Regions from separate parts of the Sus scrofa genome. Here region 2 is linked to region 1. The links are chromatin contacts, called in public HiChIP or PLAC-seq maps. All regions are on one chromosome and are shown on one strand. Each heading gives the region's core, a stretch centred on a gene start, on an enhancer-like site or on the middle of the called end of the contact. The rest is flanking DNA. Distances are from core to core; before and after follow the strand shown.

Region 1 (3,910 bases), core at 607-3,106:
GCCTGGGAACCTCCATATGCCGCGGGAGCGGCCCAAGAAATAGCAAAAAGACAAAAAAAAAAAAAAAAAAAAAGGACAGAGATTTAAGGGTGCAACGTGAACATAGCATAACATACTAACCAAATCTAAGGGGTTGTATAACTATACCTTTGTACACAAGTATAGGGACAGGCCTGCACTGGGAAAAAAAAACTTGGGACTGAACAGAGGTCTTCCTAATGGTAAAATATTCAGTTTTCCTGTTACAGAAAATGAAATATTGATACATGCTATTATGCAAATAAACCTTGAAAATATTACTGTAAGTGAAAGAAAGCCAGGCATGAAAAATCCCACAATGGTTTTTTTTTTTTTTTGGTTTTTGTCTTTTTTAGGGCCATACCCGAAGCATGTGGAGGTTCCCAGGCTAGGGGTTGAATCGGAGCTGTTGCTGCCAGCCTATGCCACAGCCACAGCAATGCCAGATCTGAGCTGCGTCTGCGACCTACACCACAGCTCATGGCAACGCCGGATCCTTAGCCCACTGAGTGAGGCCAGGGATCGAACCCACAACCTCATGGTTCCTAGTCATATTCATTTCCACTGCACCACGACGGGAACTCCCTCATATTGTTTGATTTCTCCTCCACACACCTTTTTTATCCTCTTTCAGTCATACAAACGGCTGTGACCTATGCGAGAGCTGCAACAATGCTGGATCCTTAACCTACCTCGCCGGGCCTGGGACAAGCCAGATCATTAACCCACGGTGCCACAGCAGGAATTCCTGTTTGATCCTATTTATATAAATTATCCAGAATAGGAAAATGCATAAAAACAGAAGGACTGGGGTTGCCAAGGAGAGGGATAGGAGGGTACAGGGAGTAACTGCCTAATGGATATGGCATTTGATTTGAGGGTGATTAAAATGTTTTAGAGGTGGTGGTTGCACAGCACTATTAATACACTGAATGACACTGATCATTAATTTTTTTTCTTGTGAATTTCTTTTCCTGTCTTTTTAAAACTTTTTAAAAATTGTATTTATTTATCTATTTATTTTGTCTTTCAGGGCCACACCAGCGGGATATGGGAGTTCCCAGGCTAGGGGTCAGATTGGAGCTGTAGCCACCTGCCTATGCCACAGCCACGCCAGAACCTTAACCCACTGAACGAAGCCAGGGATTGAACCCATAGCCTCATGGATACTCATCAAGTTTGTTACTGCTGAGCCACAACAGAACTCCCTGATTTTTGTATTGGGGTAATGTTGGCCCCATAGAATGAGTTAGGCATTTTTCTCTCTCCTATTCCTTCCTTCTCTTCTTAAGAGTTTGAGAAGGACTGATAACAGCTTTTTTTTTTTCTTTTTTGACTGTGCCTATGGCATACAGAAGTTCCTGAGCCAGGGATAGAACCCAAGCCACAGCAGTGACAACACCAGATCCTTAACTGCTAGGCCACTAGACGGGAACGCCTTGTGTCAGTTTTTTAAATGTTTGGTAGATTTCAGAGTTCCCATAGTGGCTCAATGGTTAAGGAATCTGACTAACATCCATGAGGACGTGGGTTTGATCCCTGGCCTTGCTCAGTGGATTAAGGATCCAATGTTGCCGTGAGCTGTGGTGCAGGTTGCAGAAGCGGCTCAGATCTGACGTCATTGTGGCTGTGGTGTAGCCTAATGGCTACAGCTCTGATTCAACCCCTAGCCTGGGAAACCTCCATATGCTGTGGGTGTGGCCCTAAAAAGGCAATTTAAAAAAAAAAAAAAAAAGAACTGGCCAGGGGAAATTCCTGTTGTGGCTCAGCAGTAATAAGCCCAACCAGTATCCATGAGGAAGTGGGTTGTTCCCTGGCCTCCCTCAGCGTGTCAAGGATCTGGCGTTGCTATGAGCTGGGGCATAGGGCAGCAGCTGCAGCTCTGATTCAACCCCTAGCCTGGGAGCTCCCTAGAGTGTGGCCCTAAAAAGCAAAAACAAAACAAAACAAAACAAAACGGCCAGGGATTTGATCACATATGGAGGCTTTTAATTTTTTTTTTTTTTTGTCTTTTTGTCTTTTTAGGGCCGCACCCACGGCAAATGGAGGTTCCCAGGCTAGGGATATAATCGGAGCTATAGCCACCAGCCTACGCCAGAGCCACATCAATGTAGGATCCAAGCCAAGTCTGCGACCTACACCACAGTTCTCGGCAACACCAGACCCTTAACCCACTGAGTGAGGCCAGGGATCAAACCCGCAGCCCCATGGTTCCTAGTTGGATTCGTTTCCACTGGGCCTCCACGGGAACTTCCTTGTTTGTTTGTTTCTTTTGATGACTTTAACAAGACAAATTTTTCTCAAGGGGTGGGAATTCAACCTGATTTATGGTGGATTGAAGAGAGAACTGGAGAAACTATCAAAGATTACCAAGTTTCTATGAGAAGAATTGAAGAGCCAAACCTGAATAGAATCCCAAGGTAACCATCCCTGTGTCATTAAGGTAATAACCACCATGGATTGGGGCACATTAAACAGAATTAAACCATGAGTTCATAATGTTCCTTCAAGAAATATAAATTAGTCATCAGTGGAAGATAATAGGGAACAAACCCATTATTTCGAAAACACTTGATAAAGTTTCAAACATTTATTTTGCATTTGCTTTTTTTTTTTTTTTTTTTTGTCTTTTGGCATTATGGAGGTTCCCAGGCTAGGGGTCCAATCAGAGCTACAGCTGCTGGCCTATGCCAGGGCCACAGCAACGCCGGATCCAAGCCATGTCTGCGACCTACACCATAGCTCATGGAAACGCTGGGTCCTCAACCCACTGAGCGAGGCCAGGGATTGAACCCGCAACCCCATGGTTCCTAGTCGGATTCATTAACCACTGAGCCACAATGGGAACTCCTTTATTTTATTTTTTATTTTTTTATTCTGCCTTTCCTATATGAACCATGCATCAGAGTAACCCACTGAGGGGAGTTTTCTCATGATAAGAATATGCCAGGTCCCCTCTCTTCCCACCTGCTGCCAGTCAGAGCTGACCAGGGCCTGGAGAGAGCTCCTGCCTGCCAGCCTGTGCCTGTGCTCCAAGGGCCTCACCCACACCTCCAGGAGGGCACTTTTTTACTCCAGCCACCTGGAGTAGCTCCAAGTGCCCCACCTGCTGTTCTGACAAGTGCCTTGGGCTTCTCCCTGGCCTGAAGGAGCTGGGCATCCAGGTGGGGGTAGGGTGGGTGAGGGGTGGCATTCTGCAGTCACTTGGGGTTCCCTGCCAAGTGAATGAGGCTGCAGGGCCTTCCCTGAGGTTCCTCTCCTCCTCACTCAGGTTCTTTTGCCCTGAGTCCCCTGCTTGCCCTGGGAGTGGGCAGCCCCCTGCTCACTGCTGTACAGTCTGCTCCCTCTTGGGTGTGGGGTCACAACCCCATGTCAGTGCCTCTGGGTCACGTTCCAGACAGCTGAGGGACAGGGCAGGTGCCCACCCCTAGGGGCTGTGGGGCCACACTTCCCTGTCAGTGCTCCCAGTCCCTTAGCTGCAGGGAGAGGCTTGGCACAACCAACACCACCCAGCTCTGTGTAAATATCCCGCCACCACTGGGAGTTGGGGGTGCACCCACAGCCCCCAGACTGTTCTAAATATATTATAAAGCCTTGGGGGAAGACATACAGCACCCTCGATTCTGTTAGACTAATTTTGGAGATGGAATATTTTTCTCATCCATGAAAAAAAAAAAGAATATGCCAACTAATAAAGGAAGACAGGATAAGAATTAGAATATCACCATTTTGCAACTCCTAATGGATGTATGGATTTAAGCTTCGAGCGATAATAGTTGTAACACCTCAAAAAAGCAATGACCAGATATTATACAGCTCCTGATGGAAGAACAGATCATCATCTAGGGAGTTTTAGAAAAAAATCAAATATGAATCTGATCAGCCTTTCAAT
Region 2 (3,633 bases), core at 100-2,599, 46 kb before region 1:
GTAGATATTCTCTAAAGCGAGTACTCATACAGAACACCCCAGCCAATGAACCATAAAAACCACATCAACAGACAAGATGACTTTTTTTCTTCAGCTAAAACAGCAGATAATTTATTGTACACGTGTTACATTCAGCCACAACTGAGAACAGAACTAGTCCAGAAAGTCACAGGTCCAGGGCAAAAAACCAAAAGGGACCATTTTGATATGAGCAAGGTGGGTCTCAGAGTGGTCCAGGCGATCAGAACGGCGAAAAGTTGTTATAGATCCATTGAGACAAGTTCTAGACAGAAGGCATGCAGTCCAACAAATTGTACCAACGTCCCTGGCCTCTGGGATTTCGTTTCTGCTCCTGTGGCTTCCACGGTGTACAAGTTTACTTGGACCTCTGCCTCATCTTTCTTCTTTTGCGCTTCAGCCTGAAAACCAGACACGAGAATGCACCTCCTGCCCACAAACCCAATCTTCTTTCCCTCCCATCTAAAATGTGCATACCATACAAGGGGTGGGTAAAAAAAATCAACGAACACTACGGTTCTATCCTCTTGTGTCCAATCCCTGGTTTTGCCAAGTCAATGCTCATGTTTTTCATCTTAAGCTGTTTAGATTTCTAAACCAAATGTTCCTCCCAAGCTTCGCCCAAGGTGTGCTCCAGTTCCCCCACCCTGTACTTGCAGTCTCAGCATACCTGCGCATTCGCTTCTTCCTCCACTGTCAACCGATCACAACCAGAAGCAGAGAATAAAACGAGATATCATTAGTTGTAGCAACGAGTTTAGGGAGGAATATAAATAGTGTAATTTTTAACCAGACAGGTTTAACCACTTAGGAGGACTTAGTCGCAGTAATCACATCAACAACTTGGACTCCCACCCGGATCCCCGCTGTAAAACCCCAATCCCGCATGCGCTATCCTATTCCCGCTCTCCACCCCCACTTAACTCCCAGCTTCTGCTTCTCCCCAAACTATCCTCCCTGTCCCACCAGCTCTTGGGCACCCTTGAGAACCTAGCGATCCGAGAACGATGGCGGACTTCCCTTGCCTGGGTCTCCCCTGCAACTGCCAATTCTTAGAGCCTCAGCTCACTAACGGGGACTGCTTACCTTCGCTCTCATGGCGCGGAGGTTTCTACGGGTAAAGAAAAAAAGTCTACAGTTAGTTCGCTGTAATGATGGCAATCGCAGAGATCAGATGTTTACGGATTGTACTCGGAACCGGAGAGAGCCCAAACCGAGACTCACCTCAGAAGATGGCGCTAAGGCCGAGAGAGCGCTAGGGGCCCGCCTACGGATATTTAATGCAATGCTCGGTGTCGTCACTTCCGTGGTCTCGCCCTGCCCCCAGGGGCGGGGCTGCGGGAGGGTAATAACAATAGCTTTTGGCCCTTTGGGTTCGTGGTAAGTGTTTGAGTTGGGACAGTTCTCTTGGAAAATAGACTATTTTGAGTGTGAGTTACAAAATTTCCCTTCCCCAGGTTTTATTATAAGGATACTATATTATTTAAATATGAGCATGTATTTCCAGTAAGAGACCCAGAAGTGCAGAAAAGCGTAGGTTAGTGACTTCCGTCTTCCCTCTCATTGCTTCATGGGAGTTGCAGTTTCCCGGCGACACCCTCCATTTTACTGTGGATAGATGCAGAGTTTACAAAAACTGGTTTGCCTTATGTTCTGAACCTAAGTTGCTGCAGGGAGATTCTATTTCGGAACTTCCAAAGGTTCTAAGATTCCAGAACGTGGAAGGATGTAAAGTGGGGAGTCGAGAAAGCTTGTCATACTACAGAGACCTTTGGCACTATTTAAGATAGATCAACTCTTTTTCTAGCCAACTCCAACGCCTGAGGCAGAATGTCACTAGATTCCTGGCCACAAAGCATCTGGCTTAGAATATACTTAAGTGATTCTCCCTCTACACAACGTGAAGATCAAATCAAAGAACAGAAGGGAAGCTAGCTAGGATCGGCTAGACATTTCTTTAGGACAAGAATGGTATTTGATGGTAAGATAACTTGCCAGTCTCCTCGTATGATTGGGTCAGAAGCACCCAGAAAAAGACTCCCAAAGATTTGGTTACAGGAAACTTGAGTTAGGATGAAAGGGAACCTTTAATCATGCAGACTTCGCCTTATTCACTGTAAAATACAGTAAAGGCTTATTATAATCCTTTTTTTTTAGTGGTTTCCTTTTATAACCTTTCCCCTTTTTAGCTCTGGAAAAAAAAATATCTAAATTTAGGACCCTTGTTCCAAGTGCTTAGGTGGTTTTAGTATTATCTCCATCAGAATGTAAGTTTTTGGTTTTTTGGCCCCGCCCACTGCATGCAAAAGTTGAAGTTCCTAGGCCAGGCAGGCCACAGCAGCGACCTGAGCCACTGCAGTGACAACGCCAGATCCTTAACCCACTGCACCACCAGGGGAGCTCCTAGAATGGAATAAGTTTTTGAAAACAAAAATAAAAACCCTAAGAGTTCCTGCCCCAGTGCAGTGGGTTAAGAATCCAACAGCGGGAGTTCCTGTCGTGGCGCAGTGGTTAACGAATCCGAGTAGGAACCATGAGGTTGCGGGTTCGGTCCCTGCCCTTGCTCAGTGGGTTAACGATCCGGCGTTGCTGTGAGCTGTGGTGTAGGTCGCAGACGCAGCTCGGATCCTGCGTTGCTGTGGCTCTGGCGTAGGCTGGCAGCTACAGCTCCGATTAGACCCCTAGCCTTGGAACCTCCGTATGCTGCAGGAGCCGCCCAAGAAGTGGCAAAAAGACAAAAAAAAAAAAAAAAAAGCAACAGCAGATCAGGTTGCTGCAAAGATCCAGGTTCCATCCCTGGGTGAGGATTAAAGGATCCAGAATTGCTGCAGCTGTGGCTTGGAATCAATCCCTGGCCCAGGAATTTATATATGCCGCTGGTGCATGCATTAAAAAAAAAAAAAAGTTTCCTCTGTGGCACAGTGGGATTGGTGGCGTCTTGGGAGAGCTGGGATGCAGGTTCAAGCCCTGGCCCAGCACAAGGGATAAAGGATCCCGAGTTACAGCGGCTGTGGCTTGGGTCTTAGGTCTATAGTGCAGCTTGGATCTGATCCCTGGCCCAGGAACTCTGCATGCCCTGGGGCAGCCAAAAATGGGAAGAAAAACAAGACAAACAAACAAAACACCAGCAGAATTACTTTGTATCAAGTCCACTATGATTTCACCTGTTGCTTTCTAGTCTATAAGCTCTATATGGTTTTATTCAGTATAGTATCTTCAAATCCACAATGCCTCCAGTGTAAAATGCTCTAATAAATTGCCACCCAATCTCAGACTGGCCCTGAAAAATTGCCTAATTCTAAAGGCATTCTTCCTGGCTTCCTAAGTCAAGAAAAAACACTTGCATAGTTATTATTTTTTTCTTTCTGGCTGCACCTGTGGCATGTGGAAAGTTCCCTTGCCAGGGATGGAAACTGCCACAGCAACAACTCAAGTCGCTGCAGTGATGCTGGCTCCTTACCCACTGTGCCACAAGAGAACTCCCAAGTGTTCTTTTTTTTTTTTTTGCAGTAAACATTAAGTGTCCTGAATGAAGTGTCAGCAGCAAGCAAAGGCTATGTTTTTACTTTAGAAAACTAAACTCCCATTATAAAATTTACTCTGAATTTGCAGAAC

What was found. HiChIP or PLAC-seq counts read pairs in DNA pulled down with a chosen protein or histone mark.
Region 2: a contact with region 1 is called in an H3K27ac HiChIP or PLAC-seq map of alveolar macrophages. The contact joins the promoter of ZC3H10 here to the enhancer-like site in region 1. A contact is called at or near these places in 2 of 5 promoter capture datasets (fetal skeletal muscle and liver), 16 of 47 Hi-C or Micro-C datasets (adipose tissue, alveolar macrophages, blood and 10 more) and 2 of 2 datasets of contacts at active chromatin or transcription factors (alveolar macrophages and skeletal muscle).

Annotation. Positions count from the first base shown.
Region 1 is chr5:21,458,382-21,462,291 of Sscrofa11.1, reverse strand. No RefSeq gene overlaps it. Among named protein-coding and RNA genes, the nearest start is that of ERBB3, 14 kb to the left of the region's middle. Within about 2 kb of position 1,856, at least 7 of the 83 cell types and tissues checked have an H3K27ac peak or open chromatin away from gene starts, as enhancers often do. A contact at or near this core is called in alveolar macrophages, where this site is marked.
Region 2 is chr5:21,504,226-21,507,858 of Sscrofa11.1, reverse strand. ZC3H10 (zinc finger CCCH domain-containing protein 10) reads right to left here and starts at 1,349. Exons shown (of 6, transcript XM_003126269.6): 1 at 1,243-1,349; 2 at 1,105-1,129; 3 at 689-711; 4 at 1-419.